Regions from separate parts of the Sus scrofa genome. Here region 1 is linked to region 2. Evidence: chromatin contacts called from public HiChIP or PLAC-seq data. All regions are on one chromosome and are shown on one strand. The core of a region is the stretch at or near the end of the contact, and the rest is flanking DNA. Distances in the headings are between cores, read along the strand shown.

Evidence for each region. HiChIP or PLAC-seq counts read pairs in DNA pulled down with a chosen protein or histone mark.
Region 1: a contact with region 2 is called in an H3K27ac HiChIP or PLAC-seq map of alveolar macrophages. The contact joins two enhancer-like sites. A contact is called at or near these places in 7 of 47 Hi-C or Micro-C datasets (blood, embryonic fibroblasts, fetal heart ventricle and 3 more) and 2 of 2 datasets of contacts at active chromatin or transcription factors (alveolar macrophages and skeletal muscle).

Annotation. Positions count from the first base shown.
Region 1 is chr13:151,590,329-151,597,319 of Sscrofa11.1, reverse strand. No RefSeq gene overlaps it. Among named protein-coding and RNA genes, the nearest start is that of CD47, 160 kb to the right of the region's middle. Within about 2 kb of position 1,664, at least 2 of the 83 cell types and tissues checked have an H3K27ac peak or open chromatin away from gene starts, as enhancers often do. A contact at or near this core is called in alveolar macrophages, where this site is marked.
Region 2 is chr13:151,446,080-151,452,818 of Sscrofa11.1, reverse strand. It overlaps CD47 (CD47 molecule), which reads right to left. Exons shown (of 9, transcript NM_213982.1): 3 at 1,152-1,241. Among named protein-coding and RNA genes, the nearest start is that of CD47, 20 kb to the right of the region's middle. Within about 2 kb of position 3,793, at least 3 of the 83 cell types and tissues checked have an H3K27ac peak or open chromatin away from gene starts, as enhancers often do. A contact at or near this core is called in alveolar macrophages, where this site is marked.

The DNA.
Region 1 (6,991 bases), core at 415-2,914, 150 kb before region 2:
AAAAGACACTCCACACTGGATGTTTTAAATGTAGGTTATTTAGTATCACAAGTGCTTTGCCTTTGGACCTGTGGTGCAGTAGGTTTAAAGTGCTCATCAGAAACAGCACACCTTATACTGGCGTCTTATTTTCTACAGGGTTGCATATCACTTTATTCCTCATGGACCTCAGGCTGCCACGGCTTCCTTTGCTTCTTGATAATTTCAATACCTCTTGCGTTAAGTCGAAGCCAAATTCACCTGTTTCTCCTCCCCAACCCCCTCAACAGGCAACCCACATTCTCCTACTTTCTCTGGGGATCATATTGCTTAGCTCTCCCCTCTCTCGTTGAGGCAGCAGAGAAAGCAATTTTTTTTTTTTCCATTGAGCTTCCCTGTTGCTGTTTTTATTATTTAACTCAGACCATGTAAATCACCAGTCGGAGGGTGGCCTTTGGATGAATCTCGTTCCGAATCTCAATTGACTGGAGCAAAGACAGTGTGTTTTCGGGCTACTTTTAAGAATCTCACTTTTTTCAGCTTTTGCCCATTAGGATCAATTATGATCTTTAAAATAAAGTGCCTTTGGCTAGTATTGTGCAGGGTCCCCCTCTTTCTTCCGCAGCAGGTCAGCGCTTACTCTCTTAGGGAGAATTTTCAAAGAGGTTTATGAGAGAGGATCCGTGGTGGCCTTTAATCCATGTGATTCTTCAGAAGAGAATGCTGAAGCCTGCTTTGTGGTTATTGTCCTTTAATTACCAGTGGCATCAGAAAAAGAAACCACAGCGTAATCTCCTATTGGTGGGTTACACTGTAGGCAGCAGGCAGAAATCTTCACCAGGGTGGGTGGCAGAGGGGAGTGAGCCTGCCTTCTCTGTGTCCTCAAATCTTGATGGTAGAGTCTCCCCGGGCCACATATCCACCTACAACTCTACCAAGTCTCATAGCCTGGGACTTTATGAATTCAACAGTACATGTGCCCCAAGCCTGTGAGATCTAAATACATACAAATATAGAGTAAAAGTGAGCCTTGATTATTTACTCTATGCCAGGCACGAATCCTACCTCATCCTCTAATCAACCCTTTGAGGTAAGATTTACTGAGTGCCTGTGGCGGCTCAGCAATAATGATCCCGACTAGTATCCATGAAGACATGGGTCCGATCCCTGGCCTCGCTCAGTGGGTTAAGGATACGGCATTGCTGTGAGCTGCAGTGTAGGTCACAGACAAGGCTAGGATCCTGCATTGCTGTAGTGGTGGTGTAGGCCAGCAGCTGCAGATCTGATTCGATCCCTAGCCTGGGAACTTCCATGCTGTGGGTGCGGCCCTGAAAAAAAAAAAAAAAAAAAAAAGTTTGCTTAACTCTTGTTGCAGGAAAAATTGGGCTCGTGGTCATGTCCTAGGTCTCGAGTGAGGCCCTGGGATGGGTGCCAAGTGGAAGCATGTTTATTTAGAGAGATATACGCTCCATAGACGGTGGGTGGTCTATCTCAGAAGGTGAGGGAGGCAACCTCAGGGCAGGGGGTCCTCTGAGAAAGTGAGAGCACCCTGGGTTGTCTGGGTGCTTAGTTTATGTGGGCTGGATAATTTCATATGCTGATGAGTGAGAGGGAAGGTCTATCTTGGAGAAGAGTTGAGGATTTCCAGGAACTGGGGAACCACCCACTTTTTGGCCTTGTCCGGTTGACCTCACAACTGTCATGGTGCCTGTGGATGTGTCATATAACTGCCAATGTATTACAGTGAGTGTATAATGAGGCTCAAGCTCCACAGGGAGTCAAATCTTCCACCATCTTGAGTCTAGCACATTCTAACTGGTTTTCGTGGTGTCCTGTTCTTTTTAATGACTGTCATTCTTTTCACGCCTGTGCTTTGCCCCCTTCCTTCCTATTTCGTTCCTGATGCGGCAGGAATTATTCCAAGTGCTACCTATGTACTAACTCACTTATTTGATCCTCCTAATAGTCCTATGATGTGGGTACAGTTTTTGGACCCCATTTTGTAAATGAGGAAGCTAAGGTCCACAGAGAGGTTAGATAATTTGCCTAAGGTCATCCAGCTGGCAAGTGGTGAAGCTGGGATTCAAACCTAGCCGTCTGAATTTCAGATCCTGTGCAATCAATGACATCTGTCTCTGCAAAAGATACCTTATGGAGCAGTAAACATTCCCGGTCTCCTGTGACTGAGGAATAGTGGCTGCTAACATAGGGTTAGGACTCCCCTGCTCCCAGGTTCTGCTGGTCCTTGCTTTGGCTCCCTCACTGTTTTTGCCACAGGCAGCCTGTGCAAGAATGGTGGTGGCTCCCTGGTTGTCTCTGCTACTACTACCTGGAGATTTTCCTCCATCTCCGCTAATGTGATTTCTCATATTTCCCTTTGATACAGCTTTTGTCTGCTGATTTCTATGGAGATTGGCTCCCTCAATACTTTCTTCCATATAACTGCCTCTAATTGCCAAGAAATGCCTCTTCTGGGTTTGTTTACGTGGCACTGTGCCTCTGTCTGCTCAGACCATGGCCTCCATGCCCTGTCTGTGTTCCTCTGCTCTATTAGCATTCTCTGCTGCATGAAGGCTTTGGAAAGAGCCATATTTCTCTGCCTTTGCCAGGAAGAAACATTTTAATATTGGGACTTCAGCTAAAAATTGACTGCCCCACTGAGCACCCCTAGGATACAATGCAATCTCTCCTAGTCATATGTAGAAATTCAGGAATGTTCTGACTTCTTGTTGTTGTTTGTTTTTTGTTTGTTGTTGTTGTTTTGGTTGCATCCACAGAATGTAGAAGTTGCTGGGTCAGGGATCAAAGGATCAAATCTGCACTACAGCTGTAGCCAGAACCACTGAAGTGACAACCCAGATCCTTAACCTGCTGAGCCACAAGGCAATTCCATGTTCTGATCTGTTTCAAGCATTTCATATCTGGTGTCAAAGAGGTTACTAAAAAGATAGGAATCCTGCCTGCTACATTGAGACAGAGTAAAGAGAAACAGACATGAATTTTGGAGGTAAGCAAACCTCAGATTGCATCCCAGTTCTAATGCATACTGTGTGGCCTTTGGCCACTTACTGAACCTCTCTGAGCTTTCTTCTTCCATGAAACAGAGATAAAAACACCTCACAGTGTTTTTCGAGGATCGAAAGTGATGGTAGGTATGATGTTCCTGGTATAGACTAGGTATGTGATTGCTTTTCTGCCAATATTTTTTGGCTGTTGAACTTAGCCTCTTCGGAACCCATTTTCCTTATTTTTAAAATGAAGCGTGAGGCTAAGCTGACTGCTAAGGTCTCTTCCAGTTCAGAGTGTCTCGTATATCAAGCTTGGGAAAGGTTCCGAGTGCTTTCTTTCCTGATATTATCTCGTGTGATCCTCTAACAACCTTTTGAGTTAGGTCCTATTATAATTCACATTTTACAGAAGAGAAAACTGAGGCTCAGGAAGAATGAATAACTGGGCAGGGTTACTTACCTAGCAGTCAGCTAGGAAATAGGATTTGAACCCAGAGCCTACAGTTTAAATCAGTGCCCTGAACTGTGAGGCTCAGAGCCATGTGCAGTGGATCCTCGTGTAACAGCTGCTCAGTGGTTACTCTCAGTGCCCTTGACTGACTGGGCACTACCTATGCTCTGATGGGTGGGCTGTATCCTGCCCCAAATTTTACTGACAGGGCACCAATCCAGGAAGCAAGGAATTTCCCAGGAATAACAGGACAGTGCCCACAGAGGATATGAGTGGACGACAGGGAGTTACGGAATTGCTGACTGACTGGGTAGATGGCTCCCCAGCCAACCTGGCGGACCTTGTAGACAGGTGCACATCATACAGACTGAATTGATGGTGACGAAATATCTGAAAAGTGTGTCTGCATCTCTCTTTGGTGCTGTCAGGGCCCTCCTCTCTTATCTAGTTTCTTGCTTCTAATATGTCCTGGATTCAGAAACCAGCTAACCAAACTTGTTAGAACTGTGCTTCAAATAAGAGTTAAGTATACTCTGCAAAAGTCCCTGAGGCGTGCTCGAAGAAGGGTTAGAGCTTGGAGATTGTGACATTTCGGTGTCATCAGAGAGAAGGAAAAGCGGCTCAAAATAATTTGAAAGCCTATCAAATGTTTATACTAATTTGCATACATAAGCACATAGATGTTTATGTCTGCTATACCCACATTTGGCTCTGCTTAAATGTTCTGTTCCTTGCTGATCTCAAATGACTCAGATAGTAGCTATATTCAACTTTCCCACGTAAATTTCCTAAAACACCAGGTACTGACTCCTGGTAATTTTATTGGCGTTTCCTTCAGGAACCTGTATTGGCATTCAGTTGGCAACAATTATCTCCTGGTGGGAAGCTGATACCTACTTTTCTGGGCTTTGTTATCTTTTTTTTTTCTTCTGCAGATATGTTGGGTTATAGCTTAGCAGTGTTATAGAGAAACTCACGTGCTTAGGTGATGTTAATGTGCTATTTTCTTTAACTTATTGAATAAAAACTCACCCATCAGCGGTGTTTCAGATCCAGTTGAATTTTTATTTTCCTTTAAAACCTTAACAATCACCAGGAAAATTGTGCTATAAGGCCCCGAGTGGCAGCCAACGTCTTTCATCAAAGCAACTCAAAATACTTCCCAAACATTAATTAAACCCCACACATTGTAGCCTAGTTACACACTGAATTTTTTCTTAAAAAAAAAAAAATCAGTACCAGCAAGTAGGTGACAGATGTACATGGCAAAGGAAAATGAAAACTTCTTAAGGAAACAAATTTGAGTTTTCAAGTACCAAGGGCATCTACTTCCTCTTAATAAAACGATGTTCTAGTCCCTGATCACATTCGGCTGCTCATCTTCTTACACATAGAGCTGTTGATCCAATCTTCCTTTCCACAAGCATTATTCTCTTGGCACAGGCAGAAACATTTGCTTCTTGGCTTTATTGCTATCAGGCGTGGTAAGGCTGTGGGCCACAGGGAAACTTGAGCAGTTTCTAAAGTGACGAGGAAGTTGAGCACTTTCCTAGCATCACCCGGGTGCACTGGGTCCCCTGGGAGCAGAAGCATTCTGATCCAAGTTGAGTCCCTCGCAAGTAGCAGGACCCTGAGAGTGAGAGCCCAGCCTTGACTTGAAGCTTTGAAATGCACCTTGAGGTCATACAGGCAACTAAGAGGGGCCAGGCCCAGGGAGGGGCTGGAACGCATACAAAGACGTGCTGGGCTCAACCTTTTCTCCCATTACCGCTCACCCCTCCAAACCCCACAAAAGAGGACGCTGAATTGCTAACCTTGAAACTGCACAGTCCTTTTCCCAGAAATCCTCTCATTCACACACACATCAGTACCTCCCTTAAAGAGGAGCTGGCTGCCAGTTGGCTGGAATTGTCGGCTGGCCTTGAGTCTGGCTGAATTGCTCCAATCCTCATCTCCCTCGACACATCAGATCACACCTCTTGGCTTCTTATGGTTTCCATGCCTACCAGATTCAATATCTTGGATATGTCTTCTTCACCAATTACTATTATTTTTTTTGCATCTAGTCCAATATTATCACCATACAAGTATCAGCTGTTGCTGCTGCTGCTGTTACTATTATTATAATCATGTGTCCTTGAAACTCTTGTAGTTTAATGAACAATTCAAAAGAACTAGATACCACATATGACAGTAATAAAAATACGTTTCATTTTTAGAATGCTTTCACTCCCAGGATCCTATGTCTTGGATTCATTTATTTATTTGCTCATCTATTTCCTCATTCAACCAAGAGACTTCCATGGTCTCAGTGGGGATGAAACATAATTAAAATACGGTTCCTGGTTTCAAGAGCTGACAGTACAGAGGGAGACATACACAGAACCAAGAAGATAAGTGCTATGCTTGAGCTGATCCTCAGATCATCATATTTACCAGTGAGAGAAGGAGCCCCAGAGGGTAGCAAAGACATTCTCAAGGTCACACAGCTAGTTACTTGAGGAATAAATCTAACATCCAGGCCTTCCTGTTATTAAGCCACTGTATTTTTGCTAACTCTGCCACTTGGTTTCCTTTAGAGCATTTTTTTTCAAAAGTGTGGTCCAAGGGCCAACAGCATCAGCACCATCTGAGAACTTATTAGAAATGCAAATCCTTAGCTTTTGCCCCAGACCTACAGAATCTGAAATTCTGGAAGTGGGGCCCAGAAATCTGTATTTTAATGAGCCCTCAACATGATTCCAATACACACTAAAGTTTGAAAACTCTTACTCCAGATCAGTGCTTTTCAAACATCATTGTGCATAGGAATCACCTGGGAAGTTTTTTAAAGATGTAAGTTTTGATTCAGTGGATTTGGGAGGGGTTTTGAGCCTGCATTTCTAACAAACTCTCCGGCTACACCTATGCTGCTGGACTTGGCTTAAATAGCAAGAATATAAAGAGAAGTAACCCCAGCAGGAGCAGTGGTTAAGCCCAGATGATGAGTGGTGCTGGGGTATCAAGTGAATTCAATAAAATGATTTCTTGTCATGTAGGAGCTTAAACTTTAGCACAGATAATGTGCAGATAGATAGACTTTCAGGGCATAAAATCCACACTGGTGAGAGAGAGAGAGAGAGAGTGTGTGTGTGTGTGTGTATGTACACATATATAAAACTTTGCAGGTTGGAACAGTTTAATATAGTGGAAACACATGGGTAAACATCAATAAAGAACATTACATATAAAGCAGAAGGTAGTAATCGCAGAATGCTCAGAAAATAATAAAATCACAAAACATTGAAGATATTTGGAAAGCATGTAAAACATCTGAGACAGTTTCCCCCCCCCCCACCCCCTGCGCCAAAATGGTTGGGTTACTAGACTTGGTAAATAAAAATATCCTATCTGGAAATCCTAAAAATACGAGGGCTCAGTAATCTCTGGAAATTTCATTGATGCAGATAGCCCGCTTCTCTGAAATGCCTGTCAAGAATGATTGTATGGGGAGCTTGTGTGAGATGGTGACTGAAATAGGAGGTGTTGGAGTTGTAAGCTTGGACAGGGAAGG
Region 2 (6,739 bases), core at 2,544-5,043:
GATTTAGTCTTGGTCTTTCATTTGAAACATACTCCTCTGTCTCCTCATACTTCCTAATACTATGTCTATTTTTATGTATTAGGTAGGTCCATTTTATCTCTCAGTGTTATAGAAGTAGCCTTATGTAGGAGATGTCCTGCTGTTTTTCAAAGTCAAACATTCTGGGTGCTTGTATTCTTGGTTTAGGACCCTCAGAATGGGGAGCCTGACATAAGACTGGACCCCTCAGTCCTTGGGGAGGATCTCTGTTGTGATTTTTATTTCCACTTACCCTTAAGTGTGGTCCTGACTAGAATGTCTATCTGCCCCTCCTACTCAACTGGTTGTGGTTTCTTCTTTATATTTTTAGTTTCAGAATGTCTTCTCTACTAGTCTTTAGGTCATTCTGAGAGAGTTACTCTAAAAGTAGCTGTAATTTTGGTGTTCCATGGAGGAGGTGGGCTCAGGGTCTTTCTGAGCCATCTCGATCCTCTTTCTACAACATCCTATCTTAACATTAATGTAGGCTGTAACCATTTCTCTACTAAAGAGAAGTGTGTGTGTGTTAAATGCTCTGTAAACATTAAAACCGGAGTTCTCGTCGTGGCGCAGTGGTTAACGAATTCGACTAGGAACCATGATGTTGCGGGTTCGATCCCTGCCCTTGCTCAGTGGGTTAACGATCCGGCGTTGCCGTGAGTGGTGGTGTAGGTTGCAGACGTGGCTTGGATCCAGCGTTGCTGTGGCTCTGGTGTAGGCCGGTGGCTACAGCTCTGATTCAACCCCTAGCCTGGGAACCTCCATATGCTGCGGGAGTGGCCCAAGAAATAGCAAAAAAAAAAAAAAAAAAAAAAAGACAAAAAAAAATTAAAAAAAAAAACATTAAAACCAGCTGAGTTAAAAGTATTGTTATTATTAGGAGTCCCAATATTCATTCTGAAGAAGTTAAAAAAAAAAAACCTTCTTAGGACTATTAAAAGTAAACTGCTGCAAATTATGAGGGTAAATATAGACTTCAAGGAGAATATTAATACTGACTATATAGTCTCATTTATCCCATTAACATACTTTTTAATACAATCTGGTTAAATACAATATTTCACTAATACTGCCTCCCAGAAATAATTATTTAACCACCAAAACATAAATGAAAAATAGAAATAAATACTTACTCAAAATACCAAACTGTCCCCAGAACAGAAGTATAGCCAAAATTGGGAAAATAACAATGAGGATATTTTCATTTGGAGAAAACCATGAAACTGGGAAGAAAGAAGACAAAAATCACAATTAACATTTATTATAATCACTTTAACTCCTGCCAGTGAAGGGTCAACAATACACTTCATTGTGAAAATGGAGAAATAAAAATAATTAATTAAAACTTTAGCCTTAAAACAAATTACATATGTAATCTACTTATATAGCGCATTTTACTTATGAAAAAAGAAACTAGTTGTTTAAGTGTTTTGTATCACATTTTCCCTAACTTCTGATTTGTGGAAGAAGGTAGTGTGGTACAGGAGCTGAAAACAAGGTTCTGCAGCCACAGTGTTTGGCTTTGAAACCCAACCCTAACTTAGAATCTCTGTGACCTTGGACAAAGTATTAACACCTCTCTGCTCTTCAGGGTCCTCAGCTGTTACACTGGTACAGCTTGACTGCTGTGATTATTAAGAGTTAATACATGCAGAGGGCCTAAAGCAAAACTTGGCACTTACCAAGTGCACAGTAAACATTAACTACAATTATTAGTTGTCATTCCTATGGTAAATATCTGTATGTGCAGTGTGCCAGGAATGTACTTTAAACCAACAATGAAGTCTTTCTGCAAAAACTGACTCAGCGTATCAAAGTGAGGAAGTTGTACAACTGGGTACCTTTACCTTATTCTGACTGAAACCAAGATAGATGTGAGCCTTAGCTTTTCTCAAACTTACTCTGGAATAGAAAATATATTTATGAATAACTAGGCTTCAAATGACTGTTTACATGTAAAGTAACACCAGAGATTCTGGGTATTAAGGAAGCTTCTATTAAGTGGATCACAAGTTACCGAGAGAATGAGACTATAACTATACAGTCTATATAAAGGAAACTGTGACATTAAGATATCAAATAAGATTTGTTGAAAACTTTTTTTTTTTTTTTGCTTTTTAGGGCCGCACCCTCCACATATGGAGATTCCCAGGCTAGGGGTCTAATCAGAGCTGTGGCCGCCGGCCTACACCACAGCCACAGCAACACCAGATCCAAGCTGCGCTGGTGACCTACACTACAGCTCACGGCAACTCCAGATCCTTAACCCACTGAGCGAGGCCAGGGATTGAACCCGCAACCTCATGGTTCCTAGTCGGATTCATTTCTACTGCACCACGATGGGAACTCCTGTTGAGAACTTTTTAAAAATTAAGTTTAATTGCCTCTTATCAACTCTCAAGACCATAATTTTACCTGTGAAATTTCTTCTCTAACAATAAAGCCAAATAAATGCACTGAAAGCATTTCAAAGTTTGCCTATATAGAAGGAAGTCTCTATGTGAAGAACACTTCTAAATGCTGCTCAAACCAAGCACTTGTGTCCCTCTAAAATTAACCCTTTCAAATTTTCCACTGCTCAGACTCCATATCAGCATGTAAGGAACCTCGTGGACTTTCATACAATAATGCCAACCATGCATTTCTTGTGTTAAGATTAGAATGGTAAACTCTGGTAAATGTTCACAATGATCCCTAGACTATAACATTATAAATTCCATCTTTTAGGTATTCCCTTTCCATAATCTGCCATTCTGCCCTACACATAGTGGAGATTCAATTGGTTTATAGCTAAAAGTTCCAAAGGTCATAGGATGAAAGACAGTCTTTTGCAGGGTGGGGAGAGGAATGCTCTCATGGTTGCAGATTTCTACCAAGAGACAGATGTCTTCAGATATTCTGAATTAATACCTTCATTTCCAACTGAACTACTGAGAACCTTCCTATACCAAAGATAACTCATTTCAATTCAGTCTAAAATCCTACCAGGAAAGACCTTCATGAATCACTCTCAGGTTTTCATATCTAATGCCTAAAGGATTTGGTAAAAGCTCTATGATCTAATGACTATTCTTAGGCAACTTATTTTTCTCTGCTTGTTTTATTATTTTGAGTTGTATACATTAACTCTTTAAATTATTCCAATTATTTTATGAGGATTAATTAACCCCTCATCTTTGAGGAAACCGAAGCACAGTGAATTAAAGGTCGCCAGTGCCTTAAACTACCACGTTCCAAACTGACTCTTGACACTCCACGCCCTATGCCTCCACCAATCCCCCCACAGTCTTCCCCATTTCCGTAGCGGTGACTCCATGTCTCCAAAACCCTGGACTCATCCTTGACCCCTTGGTTTCTCTCACTCCCCGACTCTGGGCTGAAAGTAAATCATGTGGTCGCTACCTTCAAAATACAGCCAGGATCTGATGTTGTGTTCCAGAAAGGCTGACAATGAAATGTTCTTGCACTGGTCTCCCTCTATATACAATGGGACATCTTCAACAGTCTTAGGATATATTAATAGCAATCTATGAGTGAAAATAAGAGTGTATTTGACCGGGTCTGAGCACTCATTTCTCACTTATTACACAAATATGTATTGAAAGACCACTAAGGGTAGGGTGCTTTTCTAAGTATCTGGGGTTCAAAATTGAATAAGCCAGTTGGGGCCATGAGCTTGAGGAGGGAGAGAGGTTGAAGAACAGCCTCTTGTGGGTAGTAAAGAGAGGCCTCTGGGGAGAGGAACTGGCTCTGAGCCTCAGATTGGAGGAGCTTGTCATGTGAAGAGAGGGAAGAAGATACAAGGAAGGAACTGCAAGTTTGAGAACTGAACGATTCACAAGGGGAGTGTGGCTAGAATTTAATGATAGCAGATGAGATGGAAAGAGTTTGCTGGGGTTAAGATCATGTTGAGTCTTAAGAGTTAAGGAAGCCTGGGGAGTTCCTGCTGTAGCTCAGCGGGTTACGAACCCAACTAGTATCTGTGAGGATGTGGGTTCAACCCTTGGCCTTGCTCACAGGGTTGGGGATCTGGTATTGCCATAAGATGTGGTGTAGGTTGCAGATGTGGTTTGGATCTGGTGTTGCTGTGGCTATGGCCGGCAGCTGTAGTTTCAATTCGTCCCCTAGGTTGGGAACTTCCATATGCCACCACTGTGGCTCTAAAAAAATAAAATAAAATAAAAAAGCAAAGAAAAAAGAAAGCAAGCTTGGATATTTTATTCTACAAGCGATGACAAGTAATCAGAAGGCCTCAAATAGGGAAGAAAAATGACCTAGTTTCTTTAAACTCTTCTTTGGCAGCTATGAAGGGAATGGATTACAGAGAAGCAGGATCTATCAGAAAAGGTAGTGCAGAATCAGGCAGTAGCAGGAAAGTTAGGACATGGCCCACAAATGCAGTCCTGAGTTCAGTTTTACTTATCACATTTAAAGACATAACAGGGAAATTGTTTCAAAGGAAAGTGACTAGAATGGGGATCCTGAAACCGTGAGCAACGGTGGAAAGAACTGGGGATTTTTACCTTAGAGGAGAATAAACTTGGAAGAGAAATACCACAGCCCTCCTAGTGAGTGAGAAATTACAGGGTTGCAAGTTTTAGCTTGACTCTAGGAAGAATGGGAACTGCCCGATAATAGACTAAAATCCTTTGGGAAGTAACAGTCTCATCACGTCAAGTGTTTAAGTCTAGCGTTTACGTAAAAAGTTTGAATGACCAACTACCTGGAGTGTGAGAGAGCCAATTCATGGTTTAGATGGGGATACAGACTAGATGACTAATAGCTGACTCTACACCTCTATGTAGAAATAATAGTGAGAGATATTTCAGTGACAGAGGGTGAAATTACAGAACAAAAATTATTGTCTAAGTGATTCTTCACTGGAGCTTATCAGAATTTCAGAATTAAACTTCACATACTCTCCCCTCTCAGCTTCTACCCCAGTGATTTTGTGGGGGGTAGGTGGGGAGGGGAGGGCAGTATCCATGATTCTCTCAGTTTAAATTCACTGCTGCAGCTCCCTGCTATAATCTATCTTCTCTCACTGACATGAACAATTTGTTACAGTAGGAAAAGTTTGAGGATAACTGAATTGGATATTCAAGTATTGGATGAGATACTGGAGAAAAACACAAAGTTTTATACAAAACTATGTATATGGTTTTAAGCTACTGATTTGTTATGGTAGTATTGTCAGATGATTAACTTTTGTCTCCCTAGGGGAGAGGGAGACAAGAACTTCTCTAAGGTTCCTTTTAGTTCCAAGCTTCGATGGCACTGCAAAAATAAAGTTTAAAATGGACTAAGTACAATAGCAGATATTTCTCCACCTCAGGATTAAGAAAGATGATCCAAGGACATCTTACTCTTACTCCACCAAAGCTATCGCTGACAACCATGTCCATTACTCTCCAATTCCTGGTCAGGTAGAGCGGCTCCCAGGAAAATAAACTCCTGAGGTGAGAGGCAAAGAAGATGTGGCTTATGGGTAAGTGCTGAAATTTTGCTTCCAAGTCTAAATATTATAGAAACCCAGGATCTCATTTCTCTTATCTCTGTGTACAAAATGGGATGGCCTGAAAGAGCCAGTAAATCACTCTAATCAACTGAGTGTGCCTCTTTTTCAAATACATACATGGGTAACCTCTACACAGAGACTATATTTCCATAAAAGAAGATCACAATAAAATTTCTGACACTAAAATTCAAGCTGCAATTTTCTTGATGCTTCAGGATTGTGATGGGGTTTTTTAAATATACTGACTTGGCTAGGATATAGTCCCCAATTATTTAATCAAAGCCAGAATTCTAAGATGGCCCCCTCAAACCCTGCCACCACCACCCCCACCCCACCCCCTCCACCCCCTCCATCAGCTTTTTATAATTCCCTCCCCTTGAAGGGGGATGGGGTATGAAGAGGAAAGATTTCACTCCCACGATTACGTTGTGTCATGTGGCAAAAGGGATTTTGCTGAATGCAATTAAGGTCCCAAATCAGTTGACTTTGAGAAAGGGTGATCATTCTTTTTTTTTTTTAATTTCAGTGAAAACAATATCTTAAGAGAATAACTGGAATTATGACTGTTGACATTATATTAGAACATGAGATTTTAAAAATTCGTACACTTTCTGGAACACTTAAATTAATAACCTGCATGGATACAAATACAACCTAAGAAGGTTTATCATCACTTATTTGACAATGCTTTCTTTGTAACTTAATATACCTAATAAACATAATTAGTTTAACATCTCTCTTTTACAGGGTCAGAGGCAAATCCTTTGAAATTTTCTAAGAATCCTATGGGAAATCTCAAAGTTCTTTGAGGTCAAAAAGTGTTCATTTGGAATTTTATTTGGGGAGGTTGTTAAAATGTCAAAAGATTTGAACATTTGACTGAATAGGATCACAGATTATTAAAAAATAACACTTAATTATCTATTTAACCAGTATGATAATAGAATATATTAAAGGCAAATTTAGAAGTTTACAGAATTGTGAACTAAACAGCTCTTTTAATATTGAGAAGGTTGGGTTTTCTTAAATAATTGAAACCTAAAAAGGACGAAGTGAAGCACAGTCAATTATTTTGGTAAAATAAAATCTTTGCTTCCCAGGTAGATTAGAGAAAGGGTGATTATTCTTAAAGGACAGGGGGAAGATCTAATATGTCCTTAAAAAGGTCTGGGATCTTTCTAGGAGGAAATTCAACATGTCAGA